Regions from separate parts of the Sus scrofa genome. Here region 2 is linked to region 1. Evidence: chromatin contacts called from public HiChIP or PLAC-seq data. All regions are on one chromosome and are shown on one strand. Each heading gives the region's core, a stretch centred on a gene start, on an enhancer-like site or on the middle of the called end of the contact. The rest is flanking DNA. Distances are from core to core; before and after follow the strand shown. Region 1 overlaps NUFIP1 (nuclear fragile X mental retardation-interacting protein 1). Region 2 overlaps TSC22D1 (TSC22 domain family protein 1).

Evidence for each region. HiChIP or PLAC-seq counts read pairs in DNA pulled down with a chosen protein or histone mark.
Region 2: an H3K27ac HiChIP or PLAC-seq map of skeletal muscle shows a contact between it and region 1. The contact joins two enhancer-like sites. A contact is called at or near these places in 8 of 47 Hi-C or Micro-C datasets (brain, embryonic fibroblasts, fetal heart ventricle and 5 more) and 1 of 2 datasets of contacts at active chromatin or transcription factors (skeletal muscle).

The regions. Positions count from the first base shown.
Region 1 is chr11:22,278,067-22,284,432 of Sscrofa11.1, reverse strand. The region is part of intron 5 of NUFIP1 (nuclear fragile X mental retardation-interacting protein 1); the gene reads right to left. It overlaps LOC102159419, which reads left to right. Exons shown (of 3, transcript XM_021065393.1): 3 at 1-1,214. Among named protein-coding and RNA genes, the nearest start is that of NUFIP1, 14 kb to the right of the region's middle. Within about 2 kb of position 1,297, at least 5 of the 83 cell types and tissues checked have an H3K27ac peak or open chromatin away from gene starts, as enhancers often do. A contact at or near this core is called in skeletal muscle, where this site is marked.
Region 2 is chr11:22,570,094-22,577,344 of Sscrofa11.1, reverse strand. All of the region lies in intron 1 of TSC22D1 (TSC22 domain family protein 1), which reads right to left. Among named protein-coding and RNA genes, the nearest start is that of TSC22D1, 55 kb to the right of the region's middle. Within about 2 kb of position 5,469, at least 1 of the 83 cell types and tissues checked has an H3K27ac peak or open chromatin away from gene starts, as enhancers often do. A contact at or near this core is called in skeletal muscle, where this site is marked.

The sequences.
Region 1 (6,366 bases), core at 48-2,547:
TGAAAAAGCAGGCTACAATGATGCTACTCAAAGCATAGAACAGCTGCCAGTCCACTAACTTTGCTACCAGTCTGTTACCAGGTAAGGAGCTTACAGCAGAATTCAAATCAAATGTCATATCAAGTGGTGTAGTTCATTTATTTGGCACATACCCATAAACATTATAAGAAAATGTATTTTTTTACTTGTACTTATGCAAATACATACTAGTAGGTACATCCAGAGTTACTAAGGAAGAAACAGTCCTCAAAAATGGTACAGTCTAGCAAGAAGCATAAAAAGAAGGACAGTTATTTCTGAAGAACAGCTGTAATAAAGGGCAAAATATAATAAGCAACCCAAGGAGTAGAAAGATGGGAGGATGGGAAGGAAAGATCCTATCTAGATGGATATAGCCACAAAGGAACATGAAAAGCGCTGGCCTTAAATGGTCTTAACAGACAGAAATAAGATGGAAAAGTTTCAGGGTGTTCCAGGCAAAGCAAACAGCGTGTAGACAAACCAAGGCCTCGGAAAGCGTGAGATATCCAAGGAATGGCAAATGGTTTGTTTTCTAAGAGACATATAGTTATAGGCAATCAGATCAGCAAGGGAGGCTGGGGCCAAAATGGCCTTGAATGCCAAACCAGAAAGCTTATATACAATTTGGCGGCAATGGGGAGCCACTGAAAGTTATCAACAGGGAGAGATATGAAGGAGGCAGTGGGTAAGATTAAATCTGACAGCAATGTGCAAGATGAATTGCTCTGACAAAGCTTTCTTTGTTCCTTCGCACAGGTGTGTGGAGATGGAGACACCAAACTTCGGTGGTGAGAGCATCAGATCCTACAAGCATAAAAGGCATGGGGGCGGGGGGACACAGCTCTCTACCACTCAGCCTGGCTGCTCACCAGAGGAAAGTTTGAGAAACATCAACAAAGCATGTTCTGCCATTGTTTCGAGGACACTGTTTCCACCCTCGTCTTTTTTTTAACATCTGCATCACTGATTTGGATAGCACAGACAACATGAAGCCCATGGACACACTGGAAGATGAGAATGGAAATGACATTGAGTAAGAGGTGAAGTAATCAGAAAAAAAGGCAATGAATTTCAATGAGAACAGTGCAAAGCCATTATCCAGCCAAGAAAAATAAACTCCATAAATAAAAGATGATTAATGTACAAGCTATAAATAAACATAAGACGAAACGATCAAGGTCACGGGAGATAAAAATCTGACAGCCAGTCAGCACCACATGACTACGCTTTTGGAAAGGAAACATAATCTAGGTTATATGAGATGGAGTCTGGCACAGGTATGAGTGTGAAATCATCCCCTCATGATACTCAAAAGTGATCAGAAACTCTCAGGGCACCACGTCCAGTTTTGTACTGCTAAACTGAAAAGGAATGCTGAGGGAAAATAAAACTTGGAAGGGGTTCAGAAGAGACTCAAAGATGATTAACAGGATGAAAAATAAAACCTCTGAGGAAAGATGAAAGGATCTGGAACTATTTGCAACCTTTAAAAGAGGAAGAGAAGTGACAATAAACGATCTGATGGAGAAGATGGCAGCCAGCTGTTGGCAATCTGAAGACAGACTACACAGAAGTGGAAATGATGAGAAAAAAGGTGATGACTTTCACAGGCCCCACAGTGTCTAGACGTGTAACTCACAGCTACTCAACACCCTTCACTTCTCTGAAATTCACTTATTCTTACTACTTGTGTTTCTTTAACATTTTTTCTTCTGAGTATTGCAGGCCAGCCCTTAATATGTTGGGCCATATGCTAAACATGAAATACTTGGTCCTTCACTGTCTCATCTATAAACAAGCACACATTCTGTAACTGCTTCTCAATGGTAAGGAATAGAAACGTCTGTCATAGCAAGTGGATTTTAGGTGAGATGTGAGAAAGAATTCCTTAAACGAGATATCAGGATATTGTGAGAACTCCTTTGATGGAAGTCTCCAAAGCAGCTCACTTTTTCCTTCTGGCTGATTATAGGTATCACTTTCCTAAAGCTAAGGGATCTTTATATCCCTGCCAAAGTTATAAGATTCTATTTTACAGAGTTCCCATTGTGACTCAATGGATTAAGAACCTGACATTGTATCTATCCATAAGGAGGCAGGTTCAATCCCTGGCCTCACTCAATGGGTTAAGGATCCGGCATTGCTCTAAGCTGCAGCACTGGTTGCAGATGCGGCTAGGATCCCACATTGCTGTGGCTGTGGTGTAGGCAGGAGGCTGCAGCTCTGATTTGACTCCTAGCCCAGAAACTTCCATATGCTGTGAATGCGGCCATAAAAAGAAAAAAAAAAAAGATTCTATTTTTCAGTGCTTAAATTAATAAAATCTTCCAAAAGGCATACCATTCTTATTTATACAGAACCTAGAGACAAAAACCAGAGTACACAAGGCTGCTAGAAAGCAAATTACTCCCCCCCAAAGGGAAACACAACTTAGTCACTCATACAACAATAACCAGGAAGCCCCTTCAAGAATAAGGAAAAGTCTGGATCTTTGATAAAGGGCCCAGGTCAGGTTTCTAAAGTAGATAAATCCAAAGCAAACTGTTGAAAAAAAATCACCAATTGTCTTATACTGCACAACTACACACCAGTAAAACTTAGCTCACTATCTCCTGATAGAGAACAGAGGTTAGGAAGCTATAAAGTGGTACTTTCACAGTTGGTTTCTCTATTTTTACCTCCTAAAATTGCTTTTCTCTCTACCTCCATCTTTCTCCAGCACCCCAAAAGAGATTGGCCCTGAAACCATATGCTATTTTTCTTTCTCTCTTCTCTTTCATTTCTCATCTCCTCTTTGCCGTCCCCTTGCCTAAACTTTAAGCCTCGAGGGACAAGCCTTAAGTCCCAGAGTCAATAACTGGGCCACACGGAACCAACCACTATCTTAGCACATTTCCTTCCTGGCTACGTCTTCCTCTTTCCTTATCCTCAAATCACCACCCATTCATTGGCTTTTCCCCTAAGTCTGTTCTCTAGAAAAACCCAATCCCTCTTTACTCTCACCGAACCACAACTGTTTCAACACAGGCTATAGCACTGCATTTTTATTTCAAAGTCTTTTTGAACCTCAAAAAGATGTGGCATTCTTTAGGAATATACCCCTCTGGTGGAATTCTGAAAGAAACAGGGACACAATTATACAGGGTTTCCTCAGAGCCACAGTAACTACTGAAGTTAAGTTCACAAAACTACTCCACCTAGTGGACTCCCTATCTGCTATGAAGTATGTTTCACTATCTCTAAAACTGAGGTTTTAGAAACAAACCTCTCCCACCCACTTTCCCTCAGGCCAAATCATACAGCATTTATACCTAATAAGACAGGAATTAAGAATCACTTTGGGGGGAGGGAGTCACTTTTGGGAGTTCCCGATGTGGCTCAGTGGGTTAAGAGTTGGACATAGTGTCCATGAAGATGCAGGTTTGATCCCTGGCCTTGCTCAGTGGGTTAGGTCGCAGATGTGGCTTGGACCTGGTATTGATGTGGCTGTGGTATAGGCCTGCAGTTGCAGCTTGGATTCAGTCCCTGGCCAGGGAACTTCCACACGCCACGGGCGCAGCCATTAAAAAAAAATCACTTTTGAGTTTTTCGGCTGGGTTTTTGATTTTTTGAGGGGGAGTGGCTTTTCTGGCTTTGGTTTTTGTTTTTGCAGGTTATCAGTGGAAAGTCTTAAATTTTTAAATTAAACACAATTATGTATATTCATCAGAACTACTCATTAAAAAAATACATTTTACTGTATGTATAATTTAACCCTTAAAATAAATTGTGGGTGGGGTGGGTAAGGCTGGTACTAGCCCTCTTACAAGAAGTCTTACAAAATGAACTGACTGCTCTGCTTCCAAAGATACCCCGTATCCCCTGACCAGATACTGCGAAAATTAACACTTCAGCTGCCTGTGGTCTCATGGCCACCTCACAGCTATTTTCTCTACATCTCCCACTACAGTGAGGGTCTCAAAGGCAAGAGTCTACTCCTGTCTGTTTTCAGTGACTCTGGCCACAAATAATACAATCTTTGCCTTTTCAAATACTGAATGCTTACCTGGAATTTCAAGCTAAACTTGTAAGGAAGTTATTCAAAGATATATCAACATAAATTTAAAGGTGGCTGAGATTTCTCCATAACATCAGAAAACCAAACTAGTCTTCTACCCCGGACTTTATAAAAATACATGCTACTAAGCTACTTTGTATCTTCAAATGTTAATATTCCTCAAGTTTCTCTTGCCAGTTGAATTTTTTTTCCTTTAAAAGCATTTGTTGCACAAAACCACAAGGTGGCATAGTTCACCTTCATATGAAGATACCTATTGTAGAAAGTAATGCATTCAAATACAGATCAATTTGGTTTGTTTTGGTGATGATGTGTCCTATGTGGTGAGAATTTATTGTTCAAAACCACATCAGTTTGAGTACCATTAGTTATATTAACCAAATTCCAATTATGGTCACTCATCAGATTAGCACATTTCTGTCCAATTTCTTGAAAAATGACAAAGGTATAATTTAAAACAAATACAAATATGAACCTCAGCAAGATTTCTTTACCCACTTGTGTGTAACAAAACAGAAGTACATTTATAATAAAAATATTTCTAGCTCTATTTACATATCAACATTTGTAAGCATCCCCTATTTTTATGGCATCATGGGACATAAACAGTCACATAACCCATGGTTCACGTATTTCTTTTTTTCTTTTTTTTTTTTTTTTTTTTGTCTTTTGACTTTTTGAGGGCTGCACTCATGGCATATGGAGGTTCCCAGGCTGGGGGGGTCTAATTGGAGCCACAGATGCCAGCCTACGCCAGAGCCATAGCAACGCCAGATCCAAGCTGCATCTGCGACCTATACCACAGCTCACGGCAACTCCGGATCCTTAACCCACTGAGCGAGGCCGGGGATCGAACCTGCAACTTCACGGTTCCTTGTCGGATTCGTTTCTGCTGCACCACAATGGGAACTCTGGTTCGTGCATTTCTAAAGCTTGTAAATTATTTTTTAAAAAAGACACATGAGCAAAAATGCTCATCATGGAGTTCCCGTCGTGGCTCAGTGGTTGACGAATCCGACTAGGAACCATGAGGTTGCGGGTTCCATCCCTGCCCTTGCTCAGTGGGTTAACGATCCGGCGTTGCCGTGAGCTGTGGTGTGGGTTGCAGACGCGGCTCGGATCCCGTGTTGCTGTGGCTCTGGCATAGGCCGGTGGCTGTAGCTCCGATTTGACCCCTAGCCTGGGAACACCATATGCCACGGGAGCAGCCCAAGAAATGGCAAAAAGATAAAAAAAAAAAAAAAATGTTCATCAATAGGACCATATTAAGGGGCATCTATGCTAAAGAGGCAGAGGGGATACCATACTCAAAGAAGGACAAGATATTCCTCTAGGCAGATAAGGAAAAATGTTCCCAAAACTTTAGTCTGGCAAGATGTCACCTGGACTAAAGCAGTGAGCAGAACTTCAAGGATAGAGAAGGTAAGATTTCCTAGAAGCAGTAACAAGATCAAAACTGAGGCTCAAAGTTCAGAAAACCTGCTGGAATATTAAAAAAAAAAAAAAAATTCTGGCTAGGACAAAGAGCTCCTATGAGTAAGTAATGTGGGAATAATCAGAAAAGATATGTTAAGCTCACATGACAGTACCCTGACTGCCAGTTCTAAGGCACTCTCTTTTCACTGGCATTTTAGCTGGCTAAAATAAAATAAGTTTAACAAATTTATTTTTCTATATTTAAAACAATTTTTTTTTTTTTCTTTTTGGCTGTGAAGTTCCTGGGCCATGGACTGAACCTGCAACGCAGTTTCAACCTGCACCACGGCTGCGGCAATGCTGGATCCTTAACCTTCCAGCATTGCTGCGGGGAACTTCCAAATTTATTTTTAAAGCTTATTTTACACAGTCACCTATGTAACAAGAAATGAATGCACTGTGACGTCTAATTTTGCACGTGCACACACACACACAAAGAACAAACACAAAGAGAAAGAACTGCCTAACCTCACTGGTCAAGTCAATTCCTTAAGTGTGTGAACACTGCTGAGTATTCACGTGCAGGGCACACACTTCAACTGCGTGATTTTCTGGATCACCACCCAGCAACTGAGCCAGAGCTGAGGTCTTACCAGGTAGGTGCAATGAAGGGTGAAGAAATGAGCGAGCCAAGATGCTGAGAGTGGTGGGACTGGTTTAAACTTGTAAGGGAAGCAAAGACAGAAGCGGGATGAGAGAAAAAGAAGATAAAGGGGCCAAGGGGTGAGAGGCTGCCACTAGTCCAGCTGTGAAAATAAATGGATAAAACCGCGTGGAGGAAAAGGACACTAGAAATTGGAAAATAAAAAGGT
Region 2 (7,251 bases), core at 4,220-6,719, 290 kb before region 1:
ATGATACTGACAAATAAATGCCTCTTTTTCCTAATTTCTAGGGAAATGGTTTCATGAATATAGGTTTTAATGCAAACACAGGAGGACTGATCCAATGTGCTTAGGTGAAGAGCTTGGATAGCAATTTCAGGTAAAGAGGAACCGCCCAACCAGAGGCCACAGTTAGAAACTCCCCATCCCTTAAATGCGCCTGTCCCCCAGCCCTCTACCTTCAGCCTTCTGCTCTTTTCACTGTACACACACTTCCTGGGTGATCATGGCTACGCGCGCGATCACCTCTGCGCTCACACCTTTCAATATCACCATGAAAGCAACAGCATCCCCCCCCCCCAAATCAGTATCTTCCATTCAGAATTTTATCCCTGTCTCTGGGCTCAAATTAGAATGCTCCTTGGCCATCTCTACAGGAATGTTTGTTTGAAATTCAACATGCTTAAAAATAATTTTGACTTGGAGTGCCCGTCATGGCTCAGCAGAAACGAATCTGACTGGTATCCATGAGGACGCAGGTGTGATCCCTGGCCTGGTTCAGTGGGTTACGGATCCAGCATTGCTGTGACCTGTGGTATAGGTTGCAGACTCTGCTCAGATCAAGTTGCTGTGGTGTAGGTCAATGGTTACAGCTCCAATTCAACCCCTAGCCTGGGAACCTCCATGTATTGCAGGTACAGCCCCCTCCCAAAAAAAGGTAATTTCGTCTTCCTCTGGATACCTGTTTCTTCTATATTTCCTTCTTCTTCGAGACAGAAATACTTCCCTCCTAGAAAACCAGATATATCTTAACATAACCCTTTCCTACACCTACATCCATCACCTAACAAGACAGACTTCCTAAACCTTCCATAGCGCAGCCTCTTTTTCGCATCTCTAAGGCCACTGTCCTTACTTAGGGCCACTTCAGGGCTTGCCTGAATCCTGAAATTGCCTCCTTGTTGATTTTCTTGCCTCTAGCCCTAATTCTCAACAGTCGTCTTCAGAGATCCGCTTAAACGTCACCTCAGGTCGGTCTTCCCTGCTCCCCCAGACCAGGGGACTTAACTTCGACCAATCCACAGCAATCGTCTACCTCCTGTCCTCAGACTTCTTAAAAGGTTCCTGCAGTGAAAATCCACCCTAGAAAGTCGGCTCCTACATCAGGGATGGAGCTGCCTTTCTCGTGCTGTTCTGCCATATTTCACCTAGGGCTCCGTTAAAATGACTTCGTGTATAGGATCGAAAATGTGGCTAACAGTAACGATTGACTCGCCCCTGGAGGTCTTGCAGAGGAACCTATCGACTTGTTCTACCATATGCAGGGGCTTTTTGTGAGCAGTACAATACGAATTAACTTCAATCTCACTGATCATTCTCTGTCATGCATTTTCTTAAGTCACCGTACACAAAAAACACAAAGACCCATGAAGTTTTTTTGATATTATAAGTCTTCATACTTTAAAAGCTGGAGACGAACAGATTAGGAAGAAAGTGGCCTGGCAAAATAGAAATATTTCACAAAAGAAAGTGCTCTTGAAAAGTATGAATTGACTGGAACAGAGATCGGCTTCTAAAACCAGCTGATGTTTCCATTTTGATTCATAAACCATTGGAAACTGGAACAGCTACCAGGAGACATAGCCAACTACAGTCGCCCTAAGCAATGTCAGCCAGGGCTGTGCTGAACCACAGAAGAGAACTGTCTTATCTCTTCCACTTTCTCCTAGTTTAGCTAATTAAGATCCTTGGGAGAAGAGAATTCAGATGACAAGTGACCTCAGTAGGCATGAACAAACCCAGACACCAATTAAAAACTGCTTTGATGGATAAACCTACACTAAACTCTAACGAATGCGGCAGAAAAGTTTGGGGAAATTCCTTTCAACATCTGGGTAGCTACAGCATGATAACTAAGAAGGAAATCGAAAAATGTTACCTTTTCTATTTTTTTTCATCTTTTCTTTTATCACCCTTAAGACTCAAAACCTTGAAGGATGTTCTAATTAAAACCCCTTCTGAGAATGATCTGATTATCTGAAGAAAAAATAAATTATTCATTAACTGTTGTCAGAATTACTAGAAGCCATCTACAAAAGAGATAAAGTCGGATTTACTCAGTGAACCAAAATGAACTACAAAGGGGTCAAATATTTATATAGAAAAAAATGAAGTCAATAGTCAAAGTAAACATAATACCTTTACACCCTTGGAGTAAAAGTCTTTCTAACTCAAAATTTTAGTCATAAGAGGAAACTTTGATGAATTTGACTGCATAAAAAGGAAAACCCTCTGCCTGTTCCCCTCCCCAAAATCTGCTCTGAGCAAAATCAAAAGACAAATGTCCAAGTGAGAAAAATATCGGCTACTCTTCATATCACCGACAAAGGGCTAATCAAAAAAAGAAAAACCATCTCAATAGAAAATAGGCAGAAAATATGAACAGGTAGTTCAAGGAAACAAAAACATATGAAAAGAAGCTTAAAGTCACTCACAAGAAATACGTAAATCAAAACTGCTCTGAGGAGTTCCCACTGTGGCCCAGTGGAAACGAATCCCACTAGTATCCACAAGGACGCAGGTTCGATCCCTGGCCTTGCTCAGTGGGTTAAGGATCCAGGGTTGCCGTGGTCTGTGGTGTAGGACACAGACAAGGCTCAGATCCGGCATTACTTGTGGCTGTGGCGGGGGCCAGCAGCTGCAGCTCCAATTTGACCCCTAACCTGGGAACTTCCACATACTGCAGGTATGGCCCTAAAAAAAAAACCAAACAACAACAAAACAAAAACAAACAAATAAACTGCTCTGAGATACAATGTTCACCTAACGGATAGGCAAAAAATCTATAAATTCAAAAATATACTCTAATGACAAAGCAATAGAGAAATACATATTCTCATCCATTGCTAGTAGGAGTATAAATTGGTAAGATGGCCACCACTTGACAATATTCCTCGAAATTACAAAATGATATCCTCTGACCCCGAAATTCTATTTCGAGGAATTTATCTTATGAAAATACTTACACAGTTAAGAAATGAAACATATACATGGTTATTCATTACAGTATTAGTAAAAGATAAGAAACAACCTAAATATACATTAATTAGAAGCTGGCTGGATTTCCCATTGTGGCTCAGTGGTTAACGAATCTGACTAGGAACCATGAGGTTGTGGGTTCGACCCCTGGCCTTGTTCAGTGGGTTAAGGATCTGGCATTGCCATGAGCTGTGGTATAGGTCACAGACGAGGCTCAGATCTGGCGTTGCTGTGGTTGTGGTGTAGGCTGGTGGCTACAGCTCTGATTCGACCCCTAGCCTGGGAACCTCCATATGCCCAGGGAGCAGCCCCAGAAAAGGCAAAAAGATTAAAAAAAAAAAGAAGCTGGGTAAGTGAAATATGGTATATCTATGTAGTGCAGTACTATACAATTATGTTAAAAAAGAGAGAGAAGGTAGTCTGTTTACCATACTAAAAAATGCAAAGGACAGAATAGTGTATACAGTGTGCTAGCTTTTGCATGAAATGTTTAAAAGTGAAAAAATAATATTGATTCTGAATTGGTTGAATATGCATATAGAATGTCTGAAAGAATAAAGAATTGCTTAATAGTGGCGGCTAGGGCTAGGGTTGGAGAGGTAGGTAGTGCTGGTGAATTTGGAACAGAGGTAAGAGCAACACTTTCCAATATGTACTGTTTTTAAATCTATTAAAATTTTTAAAAAGAAATGTCAGTTCAAATAAGCAGTAAGGAACTTCACAGAGGGAATGATAAGGATATTAACATGAACAAAACCCATAATTCAAATATACTATTTTGGAGAGTAGCTAAACATTTTTCATGTTGCCTTTTTTTTTTTTTTTTTTTTTTTTTTGGCCTTTTTAGGGCAGCACCCTAAAAAGGTTCCCAGGATAGGAGTCCAATCAGAGCTGTAGCTGCTGGCCTACACCACAGCTCACAGCAATGCCAGATCCTTAACCCACTGAGCAAGGCCAGGGATCGAACCTGCATCTTCGTGGATGCTAGTCGGGTTTGTCCACCACTGAGCCACAACAGGAACTCCCATGCTGCCTTTCTATAATACTTTTTGAAATGGATGGTTGAAAGAGGAAAGGGAGTTGATTTTAATAAAACATATCCCATTTCCAAAAAGTAGTTTGTAAATGTTTTAGCTCATCTGTATTGTCCCTAGAGTGATGTGCTGCTTTATCTGCACAACTTTAGCACACATGCTATTAAAAAAAGTTTTCTAGTTGATAATTATTAGTGTGCTTGGGGATTTGGGGACACTAGAAATTCATGCTGAACGAGGAAGCACACCCTCTTCCCATTTCCCTTCCACCTGGAGGACCAACTTCAATTCTAATGACCCCACTTTAAAAAAAAAAAAAAAAAAAAAAAAAAAAAAAACCTCTCTTAATAAATAGAGTTCCTGAAAACTTGAGATCCAGGCTCCAAAAAAGTATCTGGGTAGAATGGCTAATGGAAACTAGCCATAGGGTAGCCAGAGGCCAGAAAAGAAACCCAGGACATCTCAAGAGATCAGAAACACCCAAGCCATCTTTAAAACATACCCAGTGACTGTGTTACCCCAGTAAAGAAATATTCTTCCTTACTAATAATGAAAAAGCAATAATACTACAAATGAAATATGATTGGATTTACGTTTGTTAAAAGTGGTAAAATGTAAAGCACTCTATCGAAATTCCACTAAGTAGATGGAGGGGCAAGAGAAAAGCAGAGGATTAAGAGTTACAAACTGTTACCTGTACAAAATAAATAAGCCACACGGATATACAGTAGAGTACAGCACAGGGAGGATAGCCAGTATTCTATAATAAATATAAATGGAATATCATGTATAAAAATATTGAATCGCTATGTTATAGACCTGAAATATAAACCTGCAAATCACTATACTTCAATTAAAAAAAAAAAATTCATGGAGTTCCCCTATTGTGGCTCAGCGGGTTAAGAACCCAACAATATCCATGAGGATGTGGGTTCAATCCCTAGCTTCAATCAGTGGGTTAAGGATCTGGTGCTGCCACAGGCTGTGACATATGTGGCAGATTCAGCTCAGATGCCCTGTGCTGTGGCTTAGCGTAGGCCAGCAGCTGCAGCTCCAATTTGACCCCTAACCCAGGAACTTCCACATGCAGCAGGTGCAGCCCTAAAAAGAAAAAGAATTAAAAAAATAATAATAATTTAAAAATCCACTCAGTAGAAAAGATGAGATTGAGGCACTTGCACCCTCTTCCCTCAAAGGAGGATTTTAAAGGTCCAGATTTGCCTGAATTATTCCCTTCCTTTCCTCTCCTACTTCGAGAAACAGCAACACCATTAACAGGAGCTTCTCAAAAAAGAAAATAAAACATTTTGGCAAAAGTTGGTTGATGACCACTAAGATGAAGAGGGGAAGGGTTAGCAGTTCCCCCGCCCAAGACCAACCCCGGGGTTAGTCACTCCTTCTTGCTGCTGATCTCTTAGCTCTAAAACGAGCCAACAATCTAAAAACGCAACCAAGAGTGACAGTTGTCTGCTCCACCACGCTCCCTCCCGTCAGGGATCTGTGACATGTTTATAACCCACGTATACACGTGCGTGTTCATGTGTTTGTGTGCTTACACCAATATACGTATATGTATGAGACATAAATATAATTAGATCCAGATTGTGTGTAAAATACACACAAACACAACTTTTTAGCCATTAGAGGTAACAACTGAAATGGAAGCTAATTTTCAAAACTTAACTCATCCTGCGCTATAGCCATTTCACAAACGAGAATTTTTATTTTGTTACATGGTGTGTGCGCTTACCTGTGACCACTACATACAAAAAAATAGGAGAGCAATGGTAATGTCATTGTTTCCATTTAAAAAAATATTAAATTGTTACCTACTCACTAAAATATTAAGTAAAAACCGGAGAAAATCAACAATGAGCATAAATTACAATTCTTCCCAGAAGAGTTTAGTATCTCCTACAGTTTCTAAGCCACATTAATAACAGAAAGCAAGCATTACATTTCACACTGAAAATGTATGGGAACATTAAAATCTATTTTAAACGTGCAACATCTATCAAAACCTGAGGGTTCTAGAGCATTTTCCAGCGACGCTGGTATTTTCTTTAAACACCTACAAATTAAATCGATCTCAAGAATATGTCAGCCTGTTTAAAAATAGTTGTGGCAAAAAAAGAAGTTAAAAATCCCAGAAGAAAATGAATATGCTGCTTCAAAGTGGAGGTAAACAAATTATATGTTAATTCACAGAGAGTATTTCTAATTAAACAAAGTGTCTCCTCCCCTCAAAAAGGGCAAAGTTAAAATTAGATTGCTTATTTTATTCATGGACGGTCCTAATTATAGCATCTAGCTATCAGAGTATCATGGATATTACTTTCATCAAACTTTGTTTTAATATTTATCTAAGACTGTACAATGGCCTGATTCAGAAGAGTTCAAAAACCTCGGAAATGAGAAACTGAGGGAGTCATGGTAATGGAAAAACCATGAGCAGTTAAATAAGGCTGGAATTTATTTTAACTGACACGCAAATTATTTTAATGTTGAAGGACCATGAGAGAAAAAAATCCCAATTCTTAAAACTATACTTTAAACCAATAAACTCCAAAACAGGGTATATAAACAGGGTATTTGGAGTAGAAAGAAAATACATTAAAATTTTAATCTTAGGAGTTCCCTTGTGGTGCAGCAAATTAAAGATCGGGCATTGCCACTGCAGCAGCTCGGGTCCCTGGTCCTGAAACTTCCACATGCCACAGGAGTAGTCAAAAAAAATTTTTTTTCCTCTTTTTACAGTCACACCTGCAGCATAGGGAAGTTCCTGGGCCAAGGGTCAAACTGGAGCTGCAGCTACCACCTACGACACAGCCATGGCAACTGCAGATCCTTAACCCACTGAGCACGACCAGGACGAACCCCCGTCCCCACAGAGACAACACTGAGTCCTTAACAAGCAAAGCCACAACAGGAACTACTCCCCTCCAAAAATTTGTAATCTTAAAAAAATAGGAAAGACTCTGAGCGGTGCTGGTATTTAATATTCAAACTGACACTGGCACCCACCCTCTATCCCTTGGTCAGATGGTCTCATCAAGTACAGTTTCAACTTATGTTCCATTCAGATTTCCTCAGTGGTAGTTTCACAAAGAAACAGGAATTTTCAGTAGGAATTTTACCAAGTTACTTTCATAAATTTTACTGAAGTTTATGGGCATCGGATTAAGTGAGTTATGTTATATTGCCTTAA